Regions from separate parts of the Zea mays genome. Here region 1 is linked to region 2. A link is a contact called in public Hi-C data. All regions are on one chromosome and are shown on one strand. Each heading gives the region's core, a stretch centred on a gene start, on an enhancer-like site or on the middle of the called end of the contact. The rest is flanking DNA. Distances are from core to core; before and after follow the strand shown.

Evidence for each region. A called contact is a pair of places that touch in the nucleus more often than the background predicts.
Region 1: a contact with region 2 is called in a Hi-C map of tassel, with 4 times the contacts expected there. The contact joins the promoter of LOC103632950 here to the promoter of LOC103632948 in region 2. A contact is called at or near these places in 3 of 25 Hi-C or Micro-C datasets (bundle sheath, ear and tassel).

The regions. Positions count from the first base shown.
Region 1 is chr7:140,099,843-140,105,901 of Zm-B73-REFERENCE-NAM-5.0, forward strand. It overlaps LOC103632950 (NAC domain-containing protein 92), which reads right to left and starts at 3,644. Exons shown (of 3, transcript XM_008654658.4): 1 at 3,004-3,644; 2 at 502-788; 3 at 1-390. The coding sequence starts at 3,208.
Region 2 is chr7:139,719,724-139,725,432 of Zm-B73-REFERENCE-NAM-5.0, forward strand. It overlaps LOC103632948 (helicase SEN1), which reads right to left and starts at 3,344. Exons shown (of 22, transcript XM_020541013.2): 1 at 2,892-3,344; 2 at 326-710.

The sequences.
Region 1 (6,059 bases), core at 2,394-4,893, 380 kb after region 2:
CGTCGCGTGGAATGCTGTCGGCGGCAGCGACGGCGGCATGGCCGGCGAGGCGCCGAGGTTCAGGCTGAGGCCGCCAGAGAGCGCGAACGACGGTGGCGCCCCGGCGGCGGCGGGGTTCATGTACGCCGACGCCGACGTCCCGGGGTGCGGCGCCGGCTGGATGTGCGGGTGCAGCCCCGGCGTGCCGCGGGCGAAGCGCGCGAGCTCGGCCAGGTCGGCCGAGGTCATGTACGGGTAGTTGTGGTGGCGCGCGAAGGGGTCGTGCTGCAGCAGCGGTGGCACCATGTCCAGCGCGTACGGGTGGTGGTGCAACCGCGAGTGCGCGTTGTTGGACGGGTACTTCTTAGCGCCGGTGCTCTTGGCGAACACCCGGCACACCACCCACTCGTCCTGCGTGCCATACAAATTAACGACCAAAAACATCTTCAATAATTTGTCTATCTAGGATCATAATTAAATTCCGCCCAAAATTAAATAATATCGTGAAATATGTATATATACCTTATTAGATTTGGGGACTGATCTAGAGGAGTGATGCAGACGATACTCATGCATGACCCAGTTTGTCTTCTCGCCCCGAGGAGCTCTTCCTTTGTAGAACACCAGGGTTTTCTTCATCCCTACTAGCTCTGGCGTGGCTGGTAGCTGACCGGTGAAGATTTCCTTATCTTTCCCCGTTGTCTTCCAGTAACCAGCGTTAGTGGCACGGTTTGTTCGCACACCCGTTGGGTACTTGCGGTCCCTCAGGCTGAAGAAATACCACTCTTTTTCTCCCAGCTTCGCTTTCTCTGGCAACAATTCAACAAATAAATCCAAGTTTCATTTTTTATGTGTGCATAAATGAACGCAACTTTTTTCAAAGCTAACTTTTAACCGGTTATATACATTGATGGCTCATGAGAATTATATTATCATACGGTAGTATACCCATAGATTTTTTTCTATCTATATGTAATATTTTGTGTGTGTGAGAGAGAGAGTAGCCCTCCCTCTAAAACAATGCTTCAGCCACTCACACAAAATCTTGTCACTTGAGTTGCATGTATGCAATCCACCCATTTAAAAAGGCTTTGACCATCAAGAACATGAAACAAACAATTTTTCCATATTTTTCCATATACTTTATATCTGTTGTCGAGGGGGGGAGCATATATATACGTTAATAAGTCGATCTCCATTGACTTATTCATCATCTATCAGTGCAGTTTACAGTGCAAATTAGGACGTGTTTGGCAACAGAGTTTTTAGATACTACAACTTTGAAATACTATGGTTTACATTTGTTCATGGAAAAAATACTACAGTTTTCAAAACCACACTAAGGGTCTGTTTGGGAATGCAGTTTTAAAATACTGTAGTTTTGAGATACCATAGTTTACAATTGTGCATGACATAAATAATATGGTATTGCTTTACCACAGTAAAATTACAGTATTGCTCAAAACCGAGATCTGTTTGGTTCTATTGGAAAAACAAAGTATATGTAGAGAGAAGAGAAAAAAACTGAGGTCCTGAGTGGAGTTTCGAAAACTCCAAAAATACCACAGTTTTGGGTAAACCACAGTATTTAAAACTGAGTTTTGACTGTACAAACCAAACACCTTTTGAACTCCAATACTGTAGTATCATCAAATACCATAGTATTGTTTCAAAACTGCAAAAATACTACAATTCCAAACAGGGCCTAAATCCACACTTTTCAAAAATACTAAGAATTGTTTGGCCATGTGCCCTCTCACGTACAACATACGCATCACAGGCAGCGCTATGGCTGCTAAGCCTTTAAAAACTAAAGTCCAAGTGGAGTTTTCAAAATTGTAAAAATACTACGGTTTTAGGTAAACCATAGTATTCGAAACTGCGTTTTACTCGATACAAGCAAACAGATTTTGGCTTTCTATACCATAGTATTATCCAATACCATAGTATTCCTTTAAAACCGTAAAAATACTAAGATTTCAAATAGGTCCTTAGTGTTTGACAAGACCATATACACAATCTGTTGACCATAATCTAACCGAATTAATGACACATGCAGTCATTCACGAGGGGCCGGTAATTTCGAATTAGATATGTTGAGAATAAAACTAAAATCAAGGATAAAAAATAGTTGTGCCTTTGAGAACAAACAACTAATTAAGACCGTGACTCCATGAGAGCTTGAAATCTCCAGGCACTTCTTTTAGAAGAGAGGACGGTCATATGCATAATACACACGCCAAAATAAAGGCAGAAGATAAGAGAAGACCCCAAGATAGAGATAAAGATGACAACATATACAGTTAACTTATATTATAGAAATAGCAAGCCGAAATAAACTAATATAAGGATGACCGATTAGACAGCAAGAACATAAAACTTAAGGCGGAATAAAGAAAACTTTGAGACCCATTCATTATAATTTAACGAGAGGTGCAGTGGTGGTTTGAGCCTTTTTATTCTAACTTTTGAAAAACTTGCACCAAAAGCATGATAATTAGAAAATTCCTCCCACGAGTAAGGCAGACGCATGGAAATTAACGATGCCCACATCTACACGTACATTGGATTAGTGGATAGCTGGATAACACAAGCTAGAAAACAATAACATGATGATACTATTAGATGCATGGATTTACGCGTATGTGCATGTAGTTCTTCCTGCTATCCCTAAAAAGGTAAGCGACCTTAAATTAGAAAGAGAAAAGATTTTTTTTTTACTTGTAGTAGATTGGTAAAACGCGGATGTTTTTTTTTTGAAGTGGATAAAACGCGGATGTTATTGTTAAGAAAAAAACCATAGCTTTTAATTTGATGATGAATTGTGGTTCCTCTAATTTCTCTTTTTACCTCTTGTAATATAATTTAAGTCAAAGGTCTTGCCCCCCGTTATAAAAATTGGCGATGAATCATTGGTGGAGTTTATTAATTGAGATTTGATCGTGAATAACTGACGAACTGAGTATGCTGTATGCATGCATGTGCGTGTACATATATATACAGTTGGTTTCCTCCGATCCTTACCCGGGAGATCCCATGGCTCGCACTTGTTGAGGTCGACCTCGGCGATGGCCCTCGCCGTGAAGCTGGCGTCGGCGATCTTCTGCCGCAGGTAGTACGTGATGAGCTCCTCGTCCGTCGGGTGGAACCTGAAGCCCGGCGGCAGGCTCTCCTCCTCCTTCTTCGACTTCCCCCCTCCACCACCAGCTGCTCCTACTGACGCTTCCATACTACTACTACTCGATCACTTACCCAGATCAATCGGGACCGATGATCTATAAGGCCAGAACGGAAAACCCTAACCCTATCCAACTGCTAGAAAAGATAAAGAAAGCTCCCTGTTTCTTGTTGCACTACTTGAAGAGGACGGCAGCAGGCAACTATAACGGATTCCAGAACGAACTGATTTGACAAAAAGTGTTTAATTTGATAAAGAGCTAGCTCTAGGCGACGACAGGAGGAGGAAGAAGAACACACTGCACACACGGCACGAGAGGTCGAGAGCTCGCTCAGCTAAATTAACTTCTTTGCCGGCCGGCCGGCCTCTCTGAAGCACTTGGGGGCGGTACGGTGTTCTTTTCAGTTTTCACGCAAGCGCGCGGGCAGAGATATAGGGGGGCGGGCCATGAGGGCTTGGCGAGAGAGACGCCTCGGAGAAGCTTTTACCTACTAGCTAGGGGCCAGGGGGGTCTCGTGAGCTAGAAGCTGCTGGCAGCCGGGTGTGTGCGTCGTCGCATGTCGCGCGCGTCTTGTTCCACGCGCTAGCCGCTGTATCTTTCAACTCGCCGGGTCATCTTCATCGCAACAGTGTCTGTGCCCAGGGATATGACCGACCGTACGTACTCGCCAGTAGTGTGCAGTACGCCACGTCATTTATCTGTTGCTTAGCTAGTCAATTTGACTATGAGATATATAAGTGATTGGTTAAACACACGTACTGTTTCATAGCATCGATTGAGCTGTACCCATATATGCATCTCAATGCACGCTTACAGCTAACAGTTGCATTCTATTTATATATACAGCTCAGCTCGCCGGCCGTGTGTTCAAAAATAAACATCAACGGCTAGACTAGCCTAGTTCAAAAATAAACATCAATGGCTGATGAGGAGGGTCATGAAGGCTAGAGGCTAGCTAGTCATACATGCATGACTTCTTTTGCAAAATTTCATTTTTTTTTTGTTTTAATATATTTGCAGCACAAAACTTACCGCGTGCTTGCCAGAGGTGCACTACAGTAAACGGAACAACGTCCGACGGCCAAAACCGTCGGACATAAGGTTCAAACCGTCGGAAATAAGTTATCTCCGACGGCAATGCCTTATCTCCGACGGCAATGACGCCTAGGTTTCGTTAACTTAATTAGTTATGATTACTAATTAACCACACTAATACAATAGCCACTAATTAACCAAACTAATACAATAGCACTACAAAAAATCATTTCACGGGACCCTAAATCAAATAAAACAACCTTATTTCCGAGGGCTTAATAATTACCCTCGGAAATTAAAAGTTTAAATTATATAGCCACTAATAAATAAATTAAAACAAGCTAATTTAATTGTATAATTAAATTAAGCCGTCGGACATAACAAAACTAAACATTGCTACTAGCAAACAATGAATATTTATACACAAAATTATACTAAAATTTTTAAAATTGCTCACTTTGCCGGACGATGAACCGGTGAAGCGAGCTCCGGCGGGGTCGGGGCGGGCGCCGGTGGCGTTGGGGACGGGGGCAGAGGCTCCGGCGGCCGCGGGCTGCGTCAGGGCGGCTCCGGTGGCGTCGGGCTTCGTCGGGGTGGCTTCGGTGGTGTCGTGCTCGGACTGCGCGTCGGGGCAGGAGGGGAGGTCGTCGGGCACGGGCTATGCTTGGGCGGCGGCGGCGGCACGGCGACGGCGTCACGGCGACGGCGGCGGCGGCGGCTTGGCTGCATATGCGCGCGTTAGAATGAAACGATGCGCGCTCGGGCGGGGACGGTTAAAACTCTTTATTTCCGACGGCACCTAGGAGGCCGTCGGACATAAGCTTATGTCCGACGGCCAGTGGGTACAACCGTCGGACATAAGGTTATGTCCGACAGCCAGTCTGACAGCCGTCGGCTGTTTTCTGTTATTTTCGACGGCCGCTGTTGGCCGTCGGACATAACCTTATGTCCGATGGTTGTTATGTCCGACGGTTGCTTAGGGGGCCGTCGGACATAATACGACCGTTGGAATTTTGTGGTTTTACTGTAGTGGTGAAACGCTGAATAGCTTAGTGTGGAGAAGAACTTTGATCTAAGTGTTGCTTCACAGGGTAGGGATATTTTTTGCTGCCTGTTATGTTGTCCAGAGACATACACTACTACAATTGATGGCTTAGGGCAATTGCTGAAAACGCTTCTTCTGTATCATTGCTTTTTTGCTATTAAAAAAATGCAACTACTTACACTACTGTCCTTCTGTTACTACTGGTAAAGTGTTCAGCAGTCTAGTAGTTAGTTATCTTCTGTTACTGCTTCGTGGTGTTAGTTTAATTTTCTTCGGCATGCAATAAGTTAGTTTGTTAAATTAAATCGAAATAAGTTAGATTATTACAAATATAATCCATATATGTATACACTAGATATAATGGCCTCTTAGGAGGAGCTTATACTGGTTTTTGTTTTGAATATCTACTACTAGCTACCTGTATAGGAACTGCTGCAACAGAAGGATTAAATTTCACATCAACTCAATAACATCTTTGATGAGCAGCATCTTTCATGTCCTTTTACCATCCTAATTTAATTTTTAGGTTAACTTACTAATTTGGTATGTTTTAGTCGTTTTAGCATCCTATTTGGACATTATATTCATTGATAAGTTTTTTTGTTGTGCGTTACATGCAAAGGGTTTCGTGGAAGCGAAGTATGGTTTCACAAGTATGTTCACTTTGGGTAGTGGTAGTGAAGAGGCTCATATTTTTTTATTCTTTTTTATCTGTCTAGAATCTATTTATGGAGATGAAGTGATGCATGTATTAGATTGCTTGGATATTGTTAGATGCTACTTGAATCAAACTTTTGCATGAATTGGACTCTTATTTCTAA
Region 2 (5,709 bases), core at 2,094-4,593:
CCCTTAAAAATATACTTCGACCGTCTGTTTATCTTATGAAATACCATCAATTGCTACGGATAAATGTTGTATTAAAAGATCTGTGGAATACATTTATACAACTTTTCTACACTGAACATGTCTATAGTTTGACTAGCTGTTAGTCCTTTTCAAATCCCAATGCACCCTATAGAGAAGAACTAGAAGTAATCTCAAGTTATAGATCATTGCTCATGTTCATACTTCTAAAGAAAAAAGGTCAATAGAAGCAATCACTGTTTTACAAGAGGAAATCAATATATTGCAAAAAGGGAAACTGAAAAGGCATCACATGAATGGAGCATACTTCAAACATTATGCTAACAACTTCTGCACCATGGCATGAAGGGTCATATTCTTTGAGCTGAAGCTTTGTGTTGATATGTATAAGATGTCCTGTTATCCTCTCTTCATCAAGAAGCCGCAATACTTTCAGAAGGGGATCAACAGTATCTGACTGATATTCGGTATTGAAAAATCCTTGTGCCTGGTGGTGTTCACATACACATTGTGTGCAAATGCCCATTTCTCGGGAAACTCTTGTCCACATTATTCGAAGAGATGAGTTCTCATCTTCATCATCAAAGAAGCCATGGAATGTCTCCATGAAGGGGCTCATGATATCAGCATATCCACACCAAATATGATCTTCTTTTGGTAAATTTATCAGAAAGGTATAGCAATGTGAAAACCTGCAAGGTGATTGGACAAACATGAATGTAATCTCATATCAATGGGACAAGGGGAAATAAGAGGGGAAACCACAAAACTACCACCTAAATACTTTTGTGGTTCCAACACAAGTCAAATTCAGATATATATTTTTCATTCGCAACCATAAATTACGTCAGCTTTCATTAACAACCCTAGGTAAGCATTGCATTAAGATTGGAACTGGAAGATGCAGAGTAGGGATTGAAAAGATGGTCCCGGTCCTCTAAATTGGTATTCAAGCAATGGCCAATGATTTGTTTGTTATACCATTTGCTGCACAGCTTTACCATTTCTGAATCAGTAGTCATCAGGAAGAAGCTTTATTGTCAACCCAACCATTCAACGTCGAAATCATCAATTCATCATATTAAATATATAAACCCTAATTACAACACCTCAGCACACATAGAACAATAAACAGATACAAAACTCATATCAAGCACACTGAGAATTTTCTTGGGAATTATTGTATCTTTTGCAGAAATGCCAATTAAAATTCAGAAGATCCTTCTTTTCAAAATCAATTATTGTGAGACCTTATCATTGCAGCTGTCCAGGAATAAATTTGCCAGCATACCCCAACATAAAACTGTTCTCTAAACGTATCAAACCAATGTCTACCACGAAAGCATGGCATGTAACGCTACAAAAAAAGTAACATAGATGGTGTTCATCTAAGTATATAGAAACTTCCATTCTCGACACTTAATCTTGAACCCATAGATTGCATTTAGATTCACACTTTAGCGTGCTAAGCTTCCACTCAGGCTAGTGAATCTTAAGCACATAACATGTATGTAGGTTCAAATTGTTAGCTTACTACACCTTAGGTGTAACAGTAACAGTCACATGGAAACATATGATCATTTGATTCCCTAACTTACCAACAACAAACTCAGAGACCTCATCATTAAATCCTTATAAAGAGAGCCTTGGTAGCATCTCAAAGTCCTAGGTTCAACTCCCAATGGGAGCGAAGTAAACAAAACATTTAAAAAACATGCCTCCTCAGTTGCATTCCTGAGCTTCCAGCGAGATGCACGTGGCCGCAGGCATGTGTCCTGCAACCTGCTCACTCAGTGACACGTCCATGGCAGCCAGCCTTCTGTGTGTTTCTCAGCCTATGTGTGGGAAGTTTCTTCTTAGTGCAATGTTGTAGGGGCGGTCTTTCGCCCGCAGGTCAAGTTTTTTTTATTAAAAGCGATGTTATCCTAAACGGACGTTAGACCGTTTTAACGCCGTTTAGATGCTACTCAGTAGCTAACCGTTTAGGCCATTTAATCTGTTTAATCCCGTATAATCTGTTTTTTAGTCTGTTTAAACGTCTGTGTAGTTCGATTAAACACTAAACCGAGGATGACCGACTGTTTACCATTTAGCATTCAGGATAACACTGATTAAAAGAATTTTCTACTCCCTCTATCCCAATTTATAATTCGTTTGACTTTTTGTACCAAGTTTGACCAGCTCATCCTATTCAAAAAAAAATTGTGATAACAAGAAAATTTCAAAGCCATACTTAAAGTACATTATATGCTAAACAATACTACGGTAACAATTAATAATAATTATGAATTTTTTTAATAAGGCAGCTGGTCAAACTTGATGCGAAAAAATCACACGAATTATAAATTGGAACGGAGGGAGTATTTTTTTATTCCTTACTGAAAACGTTGTGTCCAATGGTCTACTTTTGATCACATTACAAATGGCATACTATGTCTGCAAATGACCATTTAATAAAAAGTTAAGCTTCACAAAATCTAATTCCTATCAACTACTTCCCCAAATCAAACGCAACCTAATAATACTGCCACTAGATATCCAGCAGCATGAATTCCATTACAACAATGCTTCATTCATGACGTTAACAGAACCTGAAATCTACAAGTAATGTGGGGAGACAGAGAAGCCATAGGCACATACATTCGCGTTATACTATCAACTTCCGGGAAGTTGACTTCCCAAAGCAAACCTCGAGCTTATTACGGTCCAGCAAGCTGCTCGAACGAATCATAATCTAAGGTGCAATCCTAAACCCACGACGACAACCCTAAACCCCCGGCCGAGTACGCATCGTACCAACCGCCATGCCGCCTTAAGAGCTACGCGAAGCGAGGGAGCAATGGGGGCGGCCACAAGCCCACAACCACACTTACCACTCCTCCTTGGCGCGGATGAGTCGCCGGTGCTTGGCGGCGGACGACTCGCCGCCGTCATCGGCGTCCTCGTCCTCCTGCATCCTGCGCCAACGGTCGGCCAGGTCGATCCGCCGCGCCGCCGCCATCGCCGCGGACGGCGCCGGTCCGTGATCGGTGCCGGCCCGGCGTGGTTCTAGGGTTTCGGCAAGACGGCGAGCGAGCGCGCGGGATAGAGACGTGAATGCGAGAGCGCGGGAGTGCGGTTTCGGAACGGAAGGATTTGCGAATGGTATGGTATCTGCCGGGCGAGGTTATAGGCAATGGCGGCCCCTTGCCCGGAACCGCTCCTCCGTGCCCGCCACTTTGGGGGAAGTACGCTGCGCGTTCTCGCGCCCGGCGCAGTAGCCGAATTTCGTGTTGTTTTCCCCCTTTCTCTTTCTAGAGCGACTCTAATTCTCTAAACAACTCTCTAAATCTTATTTTAAAAGTAAACAAAAAATAGTTTTTAATAGTTCTCTAAATAGATTTGCTAATTTTAGTTACTTCCTATCCAACCATAGTTGCCGTTATTTTCTCCACACCTGCGTGCTTAATATTTTCCATTTTCAGATAGTTAGATAGGACACACTCTTTTTTCCACTTTCTCGAACAATAAGGCATTTAGGTCCAACGTGCATGATACAAGCTTCTCCTTCGTTGTTGGACCACTGTCGCACAATAAGTTGCGGCACTAGACCACCACTCCTCCACATGTCGTGTCGATCACGGTTTTCTTCTCTGTCCTCGACATCCTCTGCTCTCAACCTTGCCGCCAGCCAAGTTCGATAGAGGTAGGACTGCCAAAGCTAGATTCAAAATTGAAATACTCCCAAAATATGGCAACTATTAAAGATCAAACTATTTTTACTTCCAATAGCTAATTAGCAACTTGCTAAACATGATTTTAGTAAGCTATTTTTAGAGAACTCTTGGAGTTGCTCTTAGGCTATCTCTAGGATAACCTTTATCGTATCCTTCCTCTTGTTCTTTATTTTAAACTTCTCTCTACAAATAATGTTAAACAACACCATCTATAATTCTGTGTCCCATATTTTTTCAAAATCTACTGAAGATAGTCTAGGCCCCGGTTGGTTAGAGGGACTAGAGAATTGTCGGCATTTCGAACCCGGGGGTCCCTGGACCGACGAGTAAATTGTCGCCGCGTGCCCCAGCCCAGATGGGTCGGCGCGAGATGGAGTGCGAAGGGGGGAAGAAGCCGGAGGGAGACAGGCGTAAAAGGGGAAACCTGCGGCCTTCGTGTTTGTCCTGCGCCCAGGTCGGGTGCGCTTGTAGTAGGGGGTTACAAGCGTCCACGCGGGAGGGAGCGAGCGGCTTACGCGAGCGCTGTCCCGTCCTTCCCCGCGCGGCCAACCCTCTGTAAGAGGGCCCTGGACATTCCTTTTATAGGCGTAAGGAGAGGATCCAGGTGTACAATGGGGGGTGTAGCAGTGTGCTAACGTGTCTAGCGGAGAAGAGCTAGTGCCCTAATTACATGTCATCGTGGCAGCCGGAGAGGTTTTGGCACCCGGTTCGTGTGGTGTCGTGGCCGTCGGAGGAGCGCTGGAGCCTGGCGGAAGGACAGCTGTCGGGGCTGTCGAGTCCTTGCTGACGTCTCCTTGCTTCCGTAAGGGGGCTGAGAGCCGCTGTCGTCATAGAGCATGTGAGGCGCCATCATTACTTGTTTACCGGGGCGAGCCGGATGGGACGTCGGTCTTGTTCCTCGTAGCCTGAGTTAGCTTGGGGCAGGGTAATGATGGTGCCTCCTGTGACGTGGTCGGTCCGAGCCCTGGGTTGGGCGAGGTGGAGGCTCCTCCGAGGTCGAGGTCAAGTCTGTCTTCCGAGGCCGAGGTCGAGTCCGAGCCCCTGGGTCGGGCGAGGCGGAGACCGTCGGCTGAGGCCAGGGCTGAGTCCGAGCCCTGGGGTCGGGTGGTGCGGAGTTCGTCGTCTTCCGGGGCTGAGCCCGAGTCCGAGCCCTGGGGTCGGGCGATGCGGAGTTCGTCGTCTTTCGGGGCTGAGCCCGAGTCCGAGCCCTGGGTCGGGCGATGCGGAGGTCGTCGTCTTCCGGGGCCGAGCCCGAGTCCGAGCCCTGGGTAAGGCGAGGCGGAGCTCGTCGTCTTCCGGGACCGAGCCCGAGTCCGAGCCCCGGGTCGGGCGAGGCGGAGTTTCCTATGGCGCCCGAGGCCGGACTTGGCTGCTGTCAGCCTCACTCTGTCGAGTGGCACAGCAGTCGGAGCGGCGCAGGCGGCGCTGTCCTCTTGTCAGGCCGGTCAGTGGAGCGGCGAAGTGATTGCGGTCACTTCGGCTCTGTCGACTGAAGGGCGCGCGTCAGGATAAGGTGTCAGGCCACCTTTGCATTAAATGCTCCTGTGATACGGTCGGTTGGCGTGGCGACTTGGCCAAGGTTGCTTCTTGGCGAAGACTGGGCCTCGGGCGAGCCGAAGGTGTGTCCGCCGCTGGAGGGGGTCCTCGGGCGAGACGTAAATCCTCCGGGGTCGGCTGCCTTTGCCCGAGGCTGGGCTCGGGCGAGGCGAGATCGTGTCCCTTGAGTGGACCGATCCTTGACTTAATCGGACCCATCAGGCTTTGCAGCTTTATGCTGATGGGGGTTACCAGCTGAGATTAGGAGTCTTGAGGGTACCCCTAATTATGGTCCCCGACAGTAGCCCCCCAAGCCTCGAAGGGAGTTTTAATACTCGCTTGGAGGCTTTTGTCGCACTTTTTTGCAAGGGGACCGGCCTTTCTCGGTTGCGTTTTGTTCCGGTGGGTGCACGCGAGCGCACCCGCCAGGTGTAGCCCC